Linked DNA regions of Arachis hypogaea: region 1 is linked to region 2. The links are chromatin contacts, called in public Hi-C maps. All regions are on one chromosome and are shown on one strand. The core of a region is the stretch at or near the end of the contact, and the rest is flanking DNA. Distances in the headings are between cores, read along the strand shown. Region 1 has its middle 27 kb from the start of LOC112784628. Region 2 holds the start of LOC112784627 (cytochrome P450 85A).

Evidence for each region. A called contact is a pair of places that touch in the nucleus more often than the background predicts.
Region 1: a contact with region 2 is called in a Hi-C map of leaf, with 2.6 times the contacts expected there. The contact joins the enhancer-like site here to the promoter of LOC112784627 in region 2. A contact is called at or near these places in 2 of 8 Hi-C or Micro-C datasets (both in leaf).

Annotation. Positions count from the first base shown.
Region 1 is chr20:137,142,688-137,147,236 of arahy.Tifrunner.gnm2.J5K5, reverse strand. No RefSeq gene overlaps it. Among protein-coding and RNA genes, the nearest start is that of LOC112784628, 27 kb to the right of the region's middle. Within about 2 kb of position 1,911, at least 1 of the 3 cell types and tissues checked has open chromatin away from gene starts, as enhancers often do.
Region 2 is chr20:137,082,573-137,087,376 of arahy.Tifrunner.gnm2.J5K5, reverse strand. It overlaps LOC112784627 (cytochrome P450 85A), which reads left to right and starts at 1,871. Exons shown (of 9, transcript XM_025827901.3): 1 at 1,871-2,231; 2 at 4,424-4,745. The coding sequence starts at 2,032.

The DNA.
Region 1 (4,549 bases), core at 662-3,161, 60 kb before region 2:
TTTTTTTTATTTTGAATTCAATAAAATATAAAAATTATTATTTTTTAATTTCTTTACTATTTGTTAAGTATTATTGAAATAATAAATTATATTTTTATGCTTCATATTATAAAAAAATATGTTATAAAATAATATAAATAAATTATTTTAATAATTTTATTATATACATTTAAAATATATTTATGAATAACATATATAAAATATAATTGTATTAATGAATTTATTTAATCTGTTATAATTTTAATATCATGATAAAAATAAATAAATTTTAAAATAATTTACTTTTATATATGTATTATAATATATAAAGATATTTTTAGTTATTATAAATATTAAAATATTTTTATATGATAATAGGTGTAAAAATTAAAAAAAAATATCTAAAAAAAAGTTTAAATATTTAAAGATTTGGATATTTATGTAATCAAAAATTAATTAATAATAATATTTTCTTCAATTTAAGTAATATTACTTGTTTTTAAATTTAATAATTTAATTATTTATTTTATTTTTAAAATAAAAAATAAAATTATATAATATATAATAATTTTATTTACTTAAAATTATTAATTTTTGTTCAAAAAAGTTGGAAGCAAGGCCTAAACTTTGCCTCCTGAATCCGTCCCTGGTTAGTTGAATTAATATTGGTTTCTTAACCAACTTGGGTTGGTCGAGTGATCAATTCACTCGTCCGCTTAAGCAAGTGTCGGGAGTTCGAACTCCGCCTTGTTCATGCAGCAACTCATTGGTCAGCGACAGACCCTTAAATGAAGTTCAGATCCACGACGGATTAATCTTTAACCTGTCGGGTTGGGACTTGGAAATACCGTTTGGGTAAACAAAAAAAAAATATTGGTTTCTTAAATTTTTGCAGATCTTATCCGAGGATCTGAAGTACAAGAAATTAATATTTTAAGTAGTTAATATTAACTCATTTTTTTTGTTATAAACTTATTTTATTAACCTTTATTTTTGGAAGGATTAATTTAGGGTTTAAGATTATAATTAAAAATTAAAAAATGAGCTAATATTATTAAAAAAAAAAACTCACTTTCTAATTAAACTCATCTTATATGATGAAAAGTTATTGGATACGAAACTAACGCATTGTTTGATTTAAAGGAAATTGAGTGGAAAAAAAAATGTAAGGATAAAAAATGGATGGAAAATTAACTTTTTCTCCGTTTGGATCAGCATAAAAAATTGGAGAAAAACAAAAAAATGATACGGAGGCCATCCAAAACTTTTCTTCTCGGACATGAGATGAAAACTGAGGGAAAAAGTATAATCAACGGTAAAAATATAAATTTATCCTTTGTATAAACAATGATAAAAATACATTGGTATATTATTATTTATATATAATATAAAAAAGAGTATTAATATAATTTCACTTGATTATGATTTTTTTTATTAAAAAAAATTCTATTTTTTTATTTATTTTTCTTCATTCAAATAACATAAAAAAAAAAATCAACTTTTTATTTATTTTCTTTCCTTTCCTTTTATTTTCTTTTTTTTTTCTTTCATTTTCTATCTTCCATCTAAATAAAGTGTAAGAGTCACATTGTCTCGTATATGTGGCTACCAAGGAGGTTTGTTACAAGCGGCGAAGATTTAGAATCAGAGTATAGTATCAACAACAACAACAAAAGCAGTTGCAACATAATAATAATAATAATAATAATAATAATAAATGATGCATACGAGAGTGTGTAAGAATAATATAATATAGAAAGGTGTTTGAAAGGAACAGAATTTAAATGAAATTAAAGGGAAAGAGAAAGTGGTGTACGTATAGGTTGTTTTGTATCCATGATTCCAATCGAAAATGGTGATGGGCTACTTATTATGAAGTATGGACCAACACACACGTGAATCCCTTAATTATTATTATTCCATTCTGCCATATAATAGTGACACTACCACACCAACAATAATATACTTACCTCACAAATCTTAGTACCTCCTCTAGTGTAGCCTTAGCTTGCCACCACTTCCATATAAATACAACAATGCTTTTCCTTAATACATTATTACTAACCACACTGTGATCATGTGTATGTCTATTGTTGTTTTAATGTTTTAAGGTTTAAAGCTCTTTTACTAATTTGAAGATAGAAATTACCTTCTTTAAATTGTTAGTATCTACAAATAACCATTTAAGAGATATAATTACTTAAATTGTCTTTTTTTTATTGGTTTAAATTTTTTGGAGAAATAATTTTATGATTTGGTATTAAAATTAAAAAAAGAATTGGGTCAGTAATTTTTAGTATTTTCGTTATTATTTAACTAGTACAAATAATAAATTATTTTTAAAAAATAAATTTTATTAATTTATGTGTGTAAATTCTGAAAAAATGTGAGTATAAATTATATTGATTTATGTGTACAAAATTCTTATAAATATAGATGCATGCAAACTATAGTTTTTGTGTGCAAAACTCGTATAAATATAGATACAAATTATTGCTAACCAAATCCTAAAAAAAATAATAATATTTACTAGTTATGTAGTATTACTCAAAGTTTTGTATTCGAAAAATCTAAAATTTGATTCTCGATGAACTTGAAAAGAAAAAGTAAGACTAATGAAAAGAAATTGGATTTATGCAAAAAAAAAAAAAAATTCAACAAATCTAAAAAGACTCCAACTTAAAGTTGACGTGTAAAAGATATATTCATTCGTATTATTTTTTTTTTAATTTAAATTTTTTGGAGAAATAGCTTTATAACGAATAAAAAATATTAATTAATCACTAAACTTTTTTTATATTTCTTCAAATTCAATTTGAATTCGAGATCTTTGATTAAAACACGTATAGTCATGTAGATATCCAACACTGCAGTATTTTAAAATAATGAATTAATTATATTGTAATGTAGCAATAATAGGCAGAAACTGGTCCAACAGTTATGTGAAAGTGTGTGATAGAGTAATTGAGTTGGAGAGGGAGACAGACACATTATGTGGCTGGGGTTAGTTTTCTTTTATCAATGCTCTGCTCTGCTCTGCACCTTCCCTTATCAAATCTTTGCATGCATGGCTAATTACACTCTTGCCAGATATCAAACAATAATATGCTGTAAATATAAATTTCATTTAAGAATTTATTTTAAATTTTTTCATATATAAATTAAATTTGAACTCCTAAATATATTTATTTTAACATATGAATGAGCAAATTATTTGACCAATTTTAAAATTGATCTATTGTCACTTTAATATATATATATATATATTACCAAAATAATATATTTTAGTATTAATTTGTGATATATATATAATGTGGCTAAAATTTTTATATATGAATAAATTTATTATGAAATACAAAAATATTTTATTATTTTAGTATTTTACACGATTGTAATAATAGCACAAAACGTTATTAATATTTTATAATAAAAAAATTAATTATAAAAGAACAAAATGTCACTTATATTTTGTAATAAAAAATATTATTTTAATTATAAAAACACAAAACGTCAATAACATTATGTAAATGGCCATATATAGCATTATTTAATACATAATTGGTTCATTATTGAAAATTTTACGCCTAAAATACAATATAAAAAAAAGTTCACAGAATGTTAAAGTCATAATTAATTTAAAATTGACAAAATAGTAGATGAATTAAAACTTATTAATATAATAATAAAAATATTATGTACTTATAAAAAAATAATTATTAAATTAACTATTATATATTTATAATTTATTTTTTATATCAATAATTAAATTAATACTTGATATTTAGTATAGATCTACAACAATACTCCTTCAACATCTACAAGTCAATTTTCCCAAGTTAGCATGGGTGAGGAATTGAGGATGATACAAAATTGAGAGAGAATTCATAGAAGATAATGGAAAATTGGGAATAAAAGGGGATGGCGATATTGTAGCAAAGAGACAGAGAGGAAAAGATAAACAAGTGAGACAAAGAGCCAGAAACCAAAGGGGAAAAAATAACCGACAAAATCCGTGGATTCAGCGAATACAAACATGTGCACGTGGATACGACCTACCACACGACCACTCAATCAATCATATGCCATTTTCTTTCCTTTATTACTTTTTTTAATTATATTTACAGTAGTTTACCTTAGCCTAATTTTTTTGTAAAAATGCAAAAAAGCAAAATTATTGGAGCAATTTGTAATTTTTGTATAAAAAATTTTAAGTATAAAACAAAAAAATAAATAAGTGAAGACAATGGGGTGATTTTTTTAAAATTGTCGTGCTATAGGATAAAGCCGTTTTAAATGAAAAAGTTAGCTGAATTTAATATGTCAAAATGTATTACATATAAATAAAGAGTTTAATTTTTCATAATGTAAAATATTTTACACAATCGTCACAATCGATCTCTATTTAGATGATAATTCACATTGTTAATATAAAAAATAATTATTTTATTAATATAACATTGTGTAAATAGATGTACGTATAAAACGATTTTATATTAAAAATACATCAGAATTAAATTTATAAAAAAATTTATTATAATTCTATCTAAAAGTAGTTACAATTGTCACGGAT
Region 2 (4,804 bases), core at 622-3,121:
GATACTGAAACCAAAACTAAATTCTGGATCTTTTAATTAAGGCTATGCTACGTTATTATTAAATTAAATTCTTCACAAAAAAAGTATTCCTCACAAATAAGACAGCAAATTTTTTACTAACTTATTCTCTAAGAACATAGATTAAAAATACTGTAAAAGATGATTTATTAAATTTGTTCTTAAAATATTTTATCAATTAAATTGGTCTTTCAAAGATTATAAATTAATTATTTTCATATTTTTTAATTAAATTAATAGTTTTTATCAACAATTAATGAGAAATAATGTTAATTCATATTATACATGATACCTATAATATATAATTAGATAATAAATAAATATATTTATAAAAATTTATTAATTTAATATCGTTAGATTATATTAAGATTATGATTTATATAATTAAAAAATAGACAAAATTGATAGATTTTTATAAGAAAGTCACTCAGATAAAGACACCTAATTAATCTTCTACCACTCAGATAAATCGATCTAAATTAATATTTTTTATAAAATAATGACTATAAAATTTTTGTTATAGAAAATTATTAAAATATTCATTATATATATATATATATATATTAATTTTGAGAACCCTAAATCTTAATTTCATGAAGGGCGGTGAGAGAAGAGGAGGGTTAGCATTCTCAAAATTAATATTAATATATATAAAATAAGAGTATTTTAGTCATTTTTTATAATAAAGGTATTATAGTCATTTTTTATAAAAAAAATTAACTTAGATAGATTTAATATTTAATTTATCGATTTTTTAGCCAGATCATTTTGTATAATTTAATTTTAAAAAAAATAATATGGTTTAATTAATTATATATATTGAATTTTAATTATTAAAAAATATCTAAAAAAAACGTTTTAAACGTTTTTATCTGAGTGGTTCCCTTCTTATAAATATATTTGTTCAGCATTTAATTAGACATAATAGGTGTCATATATGCTATCAATTAACGGTTTATATCATCAATTATTGACAAAAAACTATTAATCAAATGGTAGAAGGACAAAAATAATTAATTTATAATATTTAAAGACCTAATTTATTTAATAAAATTTTTTAAAAATAAATTTAGAAAATGAATAATCCATCTTTCAAGAACTAATTCCATCATTAACCTCTAAATCTATAGTGAGGTTGTAGGTTTTAGAATCTTCTTAGAGTATAAGATAATAATAGTCAAAATGTTTACATTGCCAACTCATTGAACGATTATCAATTAGCATTGACTGGAAGAGAAAAATAGGTACCAACCCTCATTTTTCTCACTGGAAGAGAAAAATAGGAAGATACCGAAACTAAATTAAATTCTAGATCTTTTAATTAATGATGTGCTAGATTATTACAAAATTAAATTCTTCAGATACAAAAAAAAATAATAAATTCTTCACAAATGAGGCAGCAATCCTTTTTTTTAAACTAATTTATGTTTTAAGGACATAAATTAAAAACACCATAAAAATATTTTATAAAAATTATTTAAAAATTTTTTTTTTGCATTTTCAATACATTAAAAACTTTAAAAAATTATTATTATATGTTTAAACATGTTTTTAAACACACAAGTTAGCTAAATCTTTTTTTTAAAGACATTAATTATTTAAGAGAATAATAAATTTTTTATTAAAAATTATTGTAAAAGTAAGTTTTTTTTATATTTCTAATGAATTAAAAATTTTAAATTTTATATTATTATACTCTTAAAATATATGGTTAATTAAATCATTTATCTTAATTTATTTGTATACATTATTGTCTTCCCTTTTATTTTGTTTTTTGTTTTTTGTTTTTTGTTTTTGTTTTTTTTTTTGTTTTTATGGCCATGACCTACAATAGCTGGTGATGCTACCTTCTGTTTATATGGTTTTTTTCTTATATGAAAATGGTTGGTCAAGGGAACCTATATATATGTGTGTTTGTGTGCATTCTTTTTAAGCCAGGCTTGTACCTTTTATTTTTATTCTCTCTGTTTTGAGTCCTTTGCAAGAACTTTTAGAAAGAAAGAAAAGCACCAGATGGCTTTTACATTCATTGCAATTGTTGGTGGTGTTTTGTTCTTGTTCTGTTTTTTCTCTGCTCTCTTGAGATGGAATGAAGTGAGGTACGTGAAAAAGAATAAAGGTTTGCCACCAGGTACAATGGGGTGGCCACTTTTTGGAGAAACATCTGAGTTTCTTAAACAAGGTCCTAACTTCATGAAAAACCAAAGAGCAAGGTAACAATTAAAATTAAACTAAATTAATTCATGTTCACTTGCATAATGTGGTGAAAATAGGTGGTCTTATCAACATGTTTTGCACCTTTTTCTTTTGAGATCATGTGGGTTGTAGGATGTTTTAATTTATACGAATGTCCAAAAATTTTAATCAATGGAATAAAAATTGTTCGTATATACGCATACATGCATACATATATAACCGAACATAATTATATATATTAATCTAAAATATGTCATTTAATATATCAAAATATAGTGATTAATCCAATTTGATTAAAAAAATAAAATTATAATTAGTTTTTTCATAATTTACATTATGAAAATATTAAATAATAATTTTAATAATACCAATAATAGTATATTAAATTTATTTTCTTTAGTACAATATTTAAAATTATTTACTTTCTTTGCTATAATAATAATAATTTTTTGCATTAATAAATCTTTTATATCTCATTTGAATTTAAAAATAGTATATTTAATTTTAATTTTTTTAATTATCTTTCATTAAAAGAAGCCATTTTTTAAAGAAAAACAAGTAAGTAGAATAATAAGATTATTGTATTTTTTTTAAAGATTGATCATTATATTTTTCTTTTGTTAAAACTAAATAATTAAACAATAAATAAGTCACTAAAATTTACCTATAGAAATTATATTTTAAAATTTAAAATGAAAGTAAATTCAAAATAATTTTAACAATGGGTAAGTAATTAAACTAAATAAGAACATTTATTATATATTATATACTCATATATAAGTAAAGGAATTACAAATTTTTGTGGGGCATGTTAGGATACTTATCATGGTGACTACGATATCTTAAAAGTGTTGTTAAAATTAAAATAATAAATTTTATTATGTAACACGGCTTTTAATTTAAAAAATAAAAAGAATATTATCAAAATATAAAATATTTAATTTTAACATTTTAATTCCAATGAACATGAAAACATTTTGCAATTAGCATATGTTTTTTCGCCAATTAATAAAAATAGCTAATGATATATTTATCAATAATTAGATATTAAATAGGGTGGTAAGCGGGCCAAAACTCGCCAATCAACTTGCGTAACTTGTCAAAAAAGACGGGTTGGATTGAAAATTTAAAACTGGTATGATTAAAAAGTCCGCCTAACTCGCACCGCTTAATTCGCGAATTTTGGCGGGTTTCGGCAGGACAGGGTGAGCTTTCCAACAGGTCCTTTTTTTTGGTAATTGAAGATGTTCTAAGTTATAATTTGAATTATGTTCTATGTTTGATTATAGATACTTGAAGATATTTAATTATATGTTTTGGACAATGTTTATTTTACTTTTTAAAATGTTGATTTTATTTTTGTTTCAAAAAATTGGGTTGATGATTATGTTTATTACATATTTAGAATTATAAAGACATTAATGTTTGTAAATTTTGAAATTATAATTTTTTTATGTCTTTATAAATTATACATTTATTGAAATAGCTGTGAAATTATATATTTTATTTAATATTTAATAGTTTATTAATAAAAAAATTAATAAAAAAAAAAGAATTAGCAAGTTTAGTCTGCCAACCCGCCGTTAGGCGGAGCGAAGGAGAAATTCGAGACTGTCTCACTGAGCAGAACGAATTTTTGGTAGGGTAGATGGAGCGGGGCGGACCCCAACCCATTTGCCACCCCTAATATTAGACGTCTTATGTTTCGATACTAAAATGTTTTAGTGATAATTGTCAATAAAAACTTTTTTAATGATCACAAAAAATATATTATTGTCATTATAATATATAATAATAACTATAAATATATAATTACTACAAAAATATAAGTTAAATAAGATATACAATAATTATTATGTTATTGCTATTAAAAACTTTTTAATAAAAAAATTTTTGTTGTAGTCCTTGAAGTTAGTTGGGTTGGCTTGTTTCATGTTTATTTTTATTGGTGTCCAAAGTACTGGAAAACATGGTTTATTACTTTGATGAAGTTTTTTGAACTAATCAAAAGTTATCAACTACAAATGAGAGTCTAAAGAAAAACATTGCCAAACACACTCTACTGTCTCTACTTGGGGTGTGAAGTAAACCACTTTTCATGCATGTACTTTTTTACCCCATGGTTTACTTTTGATCATTTTTATCTTCTATTAACCAATTCTTTTTATTCTTATTCTTTTGGTTGTGATTTGTGAATAATGAATGGCAGGTATGGCAGTTTTTTCAAAACACACATATTGGGATCTCCTACAATTATATCAATGGATGAAGAGCTCAATAGATACATTCTAATGAATGAATCAAAAGGGATTGTTCCAGGATACCCTAAATCCATGGTAGACATCTTGGGAAACTGCAACATTGCAGCCGTTCATGGCTCCACTCACAAGTACTTGAGAGGTGCCTTGCTTTCCATTATTGGTCCCGCCATGGTCAGAGATCAGCTTTTGACAAAAATTGATCACTTCATGAGATCCCACCTTAGCAATTGGGACAATCAAGTCCTCGACATTCAACGCAAAACCAAAGAGGTTGCCTTCTATTCTTATTATTATTATTATCACTATTGTTCTTAGAATTTAATTTTGGA